2 separate regions of the Mus musculus genome follow, and region 2 is linked to region 1. Evidence: chromatin contacts called from public Hi-C data. All regions are on one chromosome and are shown on one strand. The core of a region is the stretch at or near the end of the contact, and the rest is flanking DNA. Distances in the headings are between cores, read along the strand shown. Region 1 has its middle 17 kb from the start of 6330420H09Rik. Region 2 has its middle 32 kb from the start of Gm36737.

Region 1 (5,061 bases), core at 1,540-4,039:
CTGGGGAGGCAGCTAATTTAAACATTTCTGGAGTGGCTTTTGTGCCCGACTTTTGGCTGCAGGGACGCGGGCGGTTGATCTCCAAAGTGTTTCTTTGCTCGAGTTGACCCGCATCAAAATGCATTTATTTGACAGGATACTTTTGTTCTGGAAGCTGGCCTGACTCACTCAGTCTCCGTAGCTGAAGGTCGAGTGGCCACATTTTTTTTCAAAACAGGCACTTACTTGTTCCTAATCTGCAAATTAACGAAATAGTCACAACTGCTAATGATTCAGGATCAGGCCTGAAATACAGAGGGCTTGAGTAATAATCAGCTTTTTAAATTAAGTTGGTGACAACCACTATTAGCGGCTGTGATTTAATAATCCCAATAAATGTGCACATTTTTTAAAAAAGGGGGCTCTTTGTAATTTTTGTCCCAGCATTTGCAACTGAATCTTTTAATGAAGGGAACACAACAGTTTTATGTTATAGACGATGCCATAATTGGGAAATCAAAGCTCCTTCAGACACCTAGAGCCCGAAGCAGGAACCGAACACCGAAGGATGCCCGAAGCAGGAACCGGTGAAATCAAGTTTCTAGTTGTGTGTGTTCCGATGATAACTCAGACCAGGAAGAGAATCTGATTCCTTTTGGATCTTATGCATTTTGGGGCAATAAGAAACAGATCCCATTAGCAAATATGTAAAGGCCTCCCTTAAGAGTTAGACTCGGGCAAATTTAGAACAAATGAGATGTAATTTTTCTATCTTACAGGCTTGCCTGTTTTACCTAATATTATCATAATGAATTGGCTTCAGCAACTGAAGGTGGGGAAAGAGAGGCGTGCCTGGTAAGGAGGGGGCGAGTGCAGCAGAGGCCTGATCTCCCCTGCTGCCCTGACCTTGTGCCCTTTCCTGACCTCAGTCTGAACGCCTGGGGAAGTCACCTCATCCCCACAGAGCAACCCTGCCTAGCAAAGACAAGCTGTGAGGAGAGAGAACCATGTGGACCCCCACCATAGACCATGGCTCATGGCACCTTTGCCCCCTCTTCCTGCCTCTGTCTCCCCATTGCCAGCAGCACTTCTTTTAGTGGTCAATTGAAATTTTATGGCTACGTTATTTAAAAAACACCATAGAAGAGCTGAATGAGGGAAGGATGATGGAAAGGCTGCTTGTCTTTTACCATAATTACTCTTGATAGCAATTTGAACTAATTTGCATTAAAACACCCATTTAGCCAAGCTGCTGAAGATGGGGACTTAGTGTGTGTAGTTTGTAAGACCTCAAGACGCCTCCCGATCTGTGTTGAGTTTAAACTACAGAGCCCTGCAAGACACTGCTCCATACCTTTTTCTGCCAGGCCAAAGCTTGCCCTCAGTAACCCTAGTGGCATGCTGGGTTGCATGGCAAAGGGCACACCTTCCTCATAGCTGCACTGTGCAAGCCTGGAGAGTCAGAGACAGAGAGGGTGGCTTAAAGACCCAGGTTCCTTCCCTTCTTGGGGTGATCTTCATGTCCCTTCTCTTCACTCCCCTGAGGCTGTTTATCTTCAAAGCACAAAAGATACCAACAAAACACTTGCAGCTTTGCCCTCTCTAGATCTTCTATTCATATGTGTGTGTGTAAGTGTGTACTTCTCTTACACAGTGATGGGCTTTGAGGTGTGACACTGCCACACAACTCCTTGGCTAGTAGCTATGCCCTGTCACTTAGGCCAGGCTGTGCGAGTTGGGAAGGGCTGGCTCTGTGTTTATGAAGATGGTACAGCTGTCTCCCTGTCTGTCTGTGTTTTCTGTGTGTATGTCTGCATTTGGTTTCTCAATGCTGCCCCTGGATTTTATTTCAGAAAGAGAAAACAGAAGAAGATTTAAGCCTGATGAAGTACTGAGGACCATTTGGACCCTCTGCTGTCTTCTTTACTTTGTTCTTTGCTGCAAATATCTTCTGTTTCTGCCCCCACCCCCACCCCCGCCATATTTGAAGATGTTTGAATCTAAAAATCAAGAGGAAATGAGTTAAAACTCAAAGCAGGCATTTCTGCGAGTCTGGCAGTGAAGTCAGGGGGAAGGATATCCAGTGGGTGGAAGACCTAACTTTGAATTCTGTAAACACTGCCCCCACCCTAGTCTCTCCCTATGAAGAACCTGATACCCATGGGGACAGTACACTTAGGGACAGTGGCTTTTTCCTTTATTTGTGTCAGTTTCCCAAATGTGCACATCCTCTGAATCCATAGAACATGCACACGTGCTCCTGAACAGACAGAATAATTTCTGAAATTAGATGCTACAGCTGCAATTAGCCAAAGGCAAGTACAGTAGCTCCCCCCTCTCTTCTTGTCTTCTACAGTCCTTCCCATCTCTCTTCCCTCGCCCCCTTCTTCTCCTCTCACGCCTTTGCCCTTTCGCCTTTTTTACATCTCTCTCTTCCTTTCTCATAAATAAGTACCTTTTGGATTTTTAGGCCCTGCCTCTCACAGTCCCCTCCTGCCCACCTACCTGCAGGCTGCACAGAACACAGCATCAAAGGGTCAGGACCACCAACAAGGTGTCACGGAGAAGGTGACTCAGGATGCAGGGCAGGTGCCAGACTGCTCAAATAAGCATCACCCCCCCAACAGGTTCTCGGGACTGAGACCCTTCTGGTAGCTGGGGATCCTACAGAGGTCAAGAAGCCCCGGGTTAGAGGAAGAAAAGGGGAGAAAGGCAGCGGGCAGATAGCTCCTGCTGCATCCCACTGGGAACCGGGTGCGTTGACAACTCTCAAGCACAAGATGGCACCCTTAAGCTTTCAAAGGAGTCAGGCTCCTCAGGAAACATGACACTACCCTGGCCAGCTGCCTCCTTCTAGGGAGACTGGAGAGGTCCCTTTCCAGTACCCACCAGGCCAGGGGTCTGCTTCACTCTTCTTAAGGCTATGCAGCTGCACAGAGGCCCACCAAGCAGAACCCCTCCTGCCAACCCAGGTAGTTTCTCGTGTGGGCTTTGCAAGTCTGTTATGGCTGGACTCCCAGGCTTTGTTTCCCAAGTTGGAATAAAGGAACTGCACCGGGAAGGGGGCTTTGAGAAACAGAATACCATGCTGGCAGAGGCCCCTGTTGTCCAGGACATGCCACCAGGCTGATGGATGGCTCTATCATTATTTACCAAATTGTGGCCCAGAGCCACACTGGCAAAGGCTTATCAAGGTGGGGGTCTCTGGGCATGTAGAAAGTCCCCTGGGTCTTCTCCCACCGGGCTGACACCCTGAGCACACAAGAGCTCTTCTGTGGGAGAGAAGCTGTTTTTCTGGATCCCATGTTTCCCTTGACTGTGATTAGCTACCTGTCTGCCTGTGAGTCCCAGAGGACAGGGACCTGCCAGGGCCAGATGCCCATCATTGATGGGCAAGCGCTGGCTTACTGCACAGGCAAGGGAGTCAGATTGGCCCTGGAGATCAGCTCTGGGACTTGGGAAGTGGAAAGAAAGGGTTGAAAGTGTTCTGTAGGAGCCAGGCCAGGAAGTGTGGTGGGAGTAGATGTGAACGTGTGCTGTGAAGATGAAGTGGCTTGGGCAGGTGCTCATGCCGGCCAACTGAAGACAGTAACAGACCCAATGCTGCCTCTGTGAGAGGACCGCAGGGATGGACTTATGCCTCCCATGGAGGGGAGCACTCTCACAGAACACTAGAACCCATAGGTCACAGCAGGGTTGAAGCCTTTTTGTTTGTTTCTCTGTGCACACACAGATATGAGCATGTTAACCCATGTGTGTATATATTGTGTGTATATATATATCCGAAAAGCATCACCAGCAGCTCTCTATCGGGGAACAATGTGGATTTAGAACTCCATAGAGCTGGGTTCTCATTTGGTTGTACCACTTCTATGCAGGTGACTCTTAATGGTCACTTGGCCTCTGTGACCTTATTGGTCAATGGGATGAAAGTGGCCCCTCCATTTACAGTAGACCAGAAAGCTGTTAGGTGGGACTTTGCAATTGCTGGGTATCCCTGTGAACCTTGTTGTTTTCCAGCTCATACCTCCTGGTCACCTTGTCACCCTGATATGGAATCCCATCTCCAGTCTCCTCCCATCAGCAGCTGTTTTAGAGAATATCGGTATGCATTGCTGGACTCCAAACCCACGTGGGCCACCTTATATGCTCTGTCCATGAGTGCAGGAGTCGGAGATGTGATGGAGGGCAGGATTGCTGCTCTTTCTTCTGTGCCTGTGGGGAACCCCGACTCACTTTCCAGCCCTTGCTTTACCTTTTCCATTTCTTGTGTGCTGCATACCTGTGTGGGCAGGTTTTTCGTGTGTGGGGGCATACCTGTGTAGCTGCACACATATGCACATATATGTGGAAGTAAGGCTGGTGTTGGGAGCCATCCTCTATTGATCTTCTACCTTAATCACTGAAGCAGGGTCTCTCAAACCTAGAGCCCGTTAAGATGGCTCGTTTTAGCCAGCTTAGTCTGGGGAATCTACGGTCCCTACCTTTTGAGGCAAGAATTACAGGAGGCACACCACACTCATCCAGCATTTACGTGTGTCTGGACACCCAAATGTTGGTCCTTACACTTGCCGAGCAAGTGCTTAGTCACAGAGTCCTCCCTCCTGCATCAGTTGTTCTTGAAGTAAGGTTCACCTACATATGGCTTCTGACTTGAGCAATTGTCACTTAGTCAAAGACTTGCTTGAGGGTCTAGATACATCTATAGAAGAATGCTCTGTCAGAGGGTGAACCCATGAGAACCCAAGGGCATGGCTAATAATCCAGTAGTAATTGGCCTGGACAGTAACACGGAAGCTGCTGAAGGTGTTGACCATCCCCTCCACATACACCCTCCTGGGTACTCAGGGTAAGAACAAAGCTTGTCTTTAGGTTGGGAATAAAATCCAAGGAATTAAAAATCTGTGCATATTAACCCAAAGAAAATACACTTACCTTCCAATATACGATGATGGGATTCGAACAAAAACCTTTTCTTCCCGGGCAAAGAATGTTATGCTCAGTGAGTGGTTGGCTGGGTGGACCTTGGCAGTCTTTTCTGTTCTGAATATAAAGGGCACCATGTGCTGGGAAGCAACCTAG
Region 2 (5,061 bases), core at 1,607-4,106, 380 kb after region 1:
TAGGCCAGTGCCTAGGAACTCTACAAGCCAAGCCCAGGATCCTCCCTGGGACTCCATTCGATTTGGGGTCCTTTTGCAATCAGTGGGATCTAAGGACAGAAACCATGCCAGAGCTTGGTATGTTTGCTTTCGAGAACCATTTCCATTTTTTTCCTCTTCTCTTCTCTTCTCTTCTCTTCTCTTCTCTTCTCTTCTCTTCTCTTCTCTTCTCTTCTCTTCTCTTCTCTCCTCTCCTCTCCTCTCCTCTCCTCTCCTCTCCTCTCCTCTCCTCTCCTCTCCTCTCCTCTCCTCTCCTCTCCTCTTCTTTTTCGTTCTTTTCTTTTTTTGTTTTCTGAGACAGGGTTTCTCTGTGTAGCCCTGGTTGTCCTGGAACTCGCTCTGTAGACCAGGCTGGCCTCAAACTCTGAAATCTGCCTGCCTCGGCCTCCCAAGTGCTGGGATTAAAGGCGTGCGCCACCACGCCCGGCTACTATTTCCTTTCACTGCAGAGAAATAAAACAAAACTTGGGCTTTGAGTGAGGGGGCTCACTGCTTGGGTTTGCCTGGCCTTTGCTGCTCACTTGTGTCGACTGAAGACTGAGAATTATCACCCTTACAAATTCCAGACCAGAGGCAGGCTGGGAAGGTAGGGGTGTCATGGCTGAGGAGGCTGGGCTACTCAGGGGGCCCTGCTTCTGCTTACCCCTGGCTGCCTACTCCCTGCTTCTATGATCTTTCCTACAGACTTTTCTACTGAGGTCTATCCCTACCCAACTGTCTTCTTCCATCTCTCACTGAAGTCACATGTGGGAGGACAGTGAACCTTTCTCCAAGCTGTTTGAAAACCATTAATTCCATGCAAAGTTCTGCATGTCTTCTATGTGCAGACGTTAGACAGAAAACCTGTCTGCGTCTTAGAAAGCCCTTATTACCTAACAGAGAGCACATCCAAGGGTGTTTACAAAGGACCAAGATCAATAGATCAAAAAATATGTCTGCGTGAAAGGGAGTTAAGTTAACTTCTGCCCCCATCCCATCTCTGGGGCAACAAACCACTTCCTCTCCATCTTCCCCAGCTCAGGACAGTCTGGTTCTACAGTGAGCTTTGTTTGCTTGCTTTTGTTCTGTTTTAGCAGGAATCGCATACACACAAGCACGCACAAGAAAACAAATAATTTTCATACTTGTGCTGATACAGTGCAAGACAGAGAGAAGAAAACATGAATGTAATCCAGTGGAAATGGGAAAACCAGGCCACTTTGTGGCCATCGAGGATCCTTGGGGACGATAGTCAGCTGTCCAGGCTTCACCGTCCTGTGACTGGGGAGAGGGGACTTGTGCTGGTCCAGGTGCCATGTGTCTGTGTCGCTTTTCCTGCCCATGGTCTATTGGTCTTGCTTGCTTGTACTGGACCTTGTCTTTCAGTGGCTCTCAGGAAGCTGGGGCCCATCACACACACTTGGCAGGCACTCTGAGCTTTTCTACCTCTGCTTGTGTGGCTGCAGATGCTCTGCAACTTCTTCTGGCTGGAATCTCTCAGAATATACAGTACTCAGGGAAGACAAGAGAATGGACTAAGCACCAATATGGCCAGCCTGTGATACTTAAAGGCTGAGCATTTCTGTTCTGCCATGGACCTTTCTGTCATCGGGACAATCATATTCACCATCCAAGTTTTACCAGACCATGGAACAACTCAATGGTTTGACAAGCTCCTTGTCTTGTGTCGTGATACTCTGTCTGCTATCTTTCTTGGGTATGGACTCCAGCTAACATCCCAGCATTGTGAAGCATTCCCAAACTGCTCTCAGAATCCCCCTGCAGTGTGCATTTTGTTTGTTTGTTTGTTTGTTTGTTTGTTTGAACTCAATCCTTAGTTGGTTTTGTATGTGACTCACTTGGTACATAGTGTGAGGGCACAAACCAACACTATTCATATGGCCTACTTGTCCTCTTAAAGTCAATGTCAGGCCACGAGCGCTGGGAAGCATTCACTTGGGCCTTCAACTTCAGACTGGGTATCATGAAAAGGCAATCCCTGTTTCTTGGGCAGCATCCAAAGACTCTGAACAGTCCGACTCTGGGCTAGGGCTCAGAAAGGGAGTGAAAGAGATAAAGTAAGGCAATGAGGGGAGAGAGCCGCCAAGAGCAGCGCTCAAGTGACAGCTCTGGAGTGCATCTTCTCAGGCTGACAGAGTGGAGGGGACGGCAGTGGCCACTTCTGCTCTCGGAGTTTGGCTTAGGGAAACACCCATCAAAGGTGCAGTTCTGGCAACAGACGCCTTGACCTCCCTCTCTTTATTGCCAGCTAATAACAAAGTGCAAGCCAAGAAGCAAATTCATTGCAAATTGTATAAAAGTTTCAGGGCCAGAATGAAGCTGTTAAAAACCACATCTGTAAAAATGGTGTAATTATTATGGGTGGGTAAAAATCTGGCAAGAGTTATTTTCTTAAATAAGGCGTAAAAGGGAACAGATGTGGTGTAACTGACTCCCCCCCCCCCCCAGCTTCACAAAGTCTATGAAAAGAGAAAAATGGATCTGATTTATCAGATTATCTTATTTATTTCAGTACAGCAGCCAGGAGGCCAGGAAAAAAAAATCCTGTTGTCTGTTCTCAGTCCTTTATAAAAAGAAGAGTCGACGGGAACTGGGCGAGACACTTCCAGGCGATGCAGGCATGGCTGCCAATGAGCGAGGAGCATGTGTGGGGAACAGCAGGAAAAGTCAGAATCAAGGCTCAGAGAAGATGCAATGACAGGAGGGGAGGTGGCCATGACATCTAAGTAGAAAATCACAGGCACAAAGGAACATGGCAGTTTGGGATCAAGCTGGAATGTGAAAAATGACCAAAGACAAAGACAGGCACTTTAAGTCTGGAAGTCATTACCTCCTCGTGAAGACAGCAGAATTCCACGTTGCTTGGTCAGTGTCTGCAAGGGCCATCCAGGGAGGCTTTTGGTGGGATTTGCTTCTCCACCCCCCCATCTCTCTCTCTCTCTCTCTCTCTCTCTCTCTCTCTCTCTCTCTCTCTCTCTCTCTCTCTCTGAGCTTAGCAACATAAATTTGTTGTCATTGATGTATTAAATACAATGGACACATGTTGGCAGGGAGGATGCAGGCAGAGCCTGGAAGGTATTAAAGGGACAGCCTATGAAATAATCGCCTAAATGGGCCCACTGCAGGATCTTAATACCCCGTGACAACATTCAATTGTCAAATTCTGCCAGAGTGTCCTACATGCTACAACAATTAAGCCAGAAATTCTTAGGTTTATTTTAGTGCCCCCCTCCCCAAATTCCCCGTTAAGAACAGGAAATGCCAGCGAGCTGTGAGACTCTAAAGCAAGAACTCAGAACTTGGAAGAAAAAGGGATGGCCTAGCATTTTATGAGACTTCTGCCATTAACTCTGTAATGAATGTCTTTCACCTCCCCTCGATAAAGAGGCAATGTGGGTTTTAATTGGACTTTTGGCTTTTCTTCATTTGATTTAAACCAAGGTAGAGTTTCAAACAATAACACCGAACACCTGGTTAACACATTAGATGGTATGGTGCAGTTGTAAATTGTGGTTTTAATAGTAGGTCTCTGGGGAATTTCAAAGGCCCTCATTGTTCTGTTTGGTAGATATTAGAGGGGGAAAAAAAGAACAATTTTGGGCTATAAGAGCCACACACATGACTTTGGTCCAAGTCAGCTTATGAAATTTGATCATTCGACCCTAGCGGGAGCCAGTTTTTGACTGAGACTCAGAATCACACACTTGCTGGTTCCATATTTCTAGGGCAACAGGGCCAGTGTCATGTCTAAGCATGAAGGTGAATTCTGTGTGTGTTCACATACACCAACAAATGCATGATCTTCCTGTGTGTTGGTGTGTGCAGGGGTGCGGGAGCCTTAGAGTAGCAGTTCTCTTTCTTCCCTTTCTTAAAACAAAACAAATGAGGCTCTTTGGGCTGGCGGAGTCTTATTCCCGCTACTTGTGGGTTTTCTTTTCCAGCAGCCCCTTTCCACATCAGCAGGGGGCTGGCCCTGCCTGGAAGCCTGAGGGGGTCCCCTCATATTTTAAAGTGACACTTTCCCAAATGCCTGAATGACTTTTGCCCTTCCCTTCCAGCTGTGGCTCCACCCCTGCCTTTGCTTCCTAATTCTCCTGGGCACATACTGAAAACAAAGCCGAAGGTCTTATTGCTTCCCTCTGACTGGAACCATGAACTTGGTGGAAATTGCCAACAGAGATGCCTTTGGAGTCATTGCTCTGCATAGCCTTCCTCCTGCCCACTTGGCCTCACCTACAGGGCTCCTCCCATACTCCGAATACAAGACCAATAGAAGTCACTCTGGAGGACCTTGAGGGGGACCTTGCTGCCTACAGTCCAGGATATCCCAAAGAGGAAAGGGAGAAGAAAGAAAGAATGGTCATTAGGGAAGAAACAGCATAGAGGCCATCTCTTTGAAACCTGTTAATTTAGGACAAGGGATTGAGAACTCAAGTCTAGCAGGGGCAGGCTGAGAAGCCCTTTCTCTGCTTTGCTCTGCTCACCATGCTGTGGCAAGACTGCAGAGAGACTTCCCATTGCCCTATGCTGTTCTCGGGCTTTCCTGCTACTGCAAACATGAAACCAAGGGCCATGTTCTAAGCAGCAGGTGCCAGCTGATCCAGGAGGTGATGAGAGATCTCTGAATGCCAACTGCAGCCATTTACCATGCATTTTATGCCCTGATCCTGGGCCTAGAGCTTCATTCACAGGAGACATGCTTCCCTGCACACAGTAGGCACTGTGCCTCACACACAGTGAGTGCTTATTAGTCATTCCCAGTGAATGTGCATGCCTTCCAGCAGGCTCAGTGCCTTGCACACAGTAAAGGGCTATTCCTCATATCCACAGCGGGCACTCCTTCCTCATACTCGGAAGCATATGTCCCATCCACAGTAGGCATGCTACCTTGCACACATAGGTTCCTGCTGCCTCCAATACAGTAGTGCCTAAGGCTTGCCAAGGGGATGTCTGAGAGTGCTGCTGCTGCCAGTGGGGCCTGGGTTGTGGTCTTTCTGTTTCACAGGAGAACCGGACTTAGGC

The links. Hi-C and Micro-C count contacts between places; a contact is called where the count stands out from the background.
Region 2: a Hi-C map of embryonic limb bud shows a contact between it and region 1, with 1.8 times the contacts expected there. The contact joins two enhancer-like sites. A contact is called at or near these places in 3 of 484 Hi-C or Micro-C datasets (bone marrow-derived macrophages, embryonic limb bud and muscle stem cells).

The regions. Positions count from the first base shown.
Region 1 is chr7:135,834,467-135,839,527 of GRCm38.p6, forward strand. No RefSeq gene overlaps it. Among named protein-coding and RNA genes, the nearest start is that of 6330420H09Rik, 17 kb to the right of the region's middle. Within about 2 kb of position 2,790, at least 23 of the 459 cell types and tissues checked have an H3K27ac peak or open chromatin away from gene starts, as enhancers often do. A contact at or near this core is called in embryonic limb bud and muscle stem cells, where this site is marked.
Region 2 is chr7:136,210,610-136,215,670 of GRCm38.p6, forward strand. No RefSeq gene overlaps it. Among named protein-coding and RNA genes, the nearest start is that of Gm36737, 32 kb to the left of the region's middle. Within about 2 kb of position 2,857, at least 27 of the 459 cell types and tissues checked have an H3K27ac peak or open chromatin away from gene starts, as enhancers often do. A contact at or near this core is called in embryonic limb bud and muscle stem cells, where this site is marked.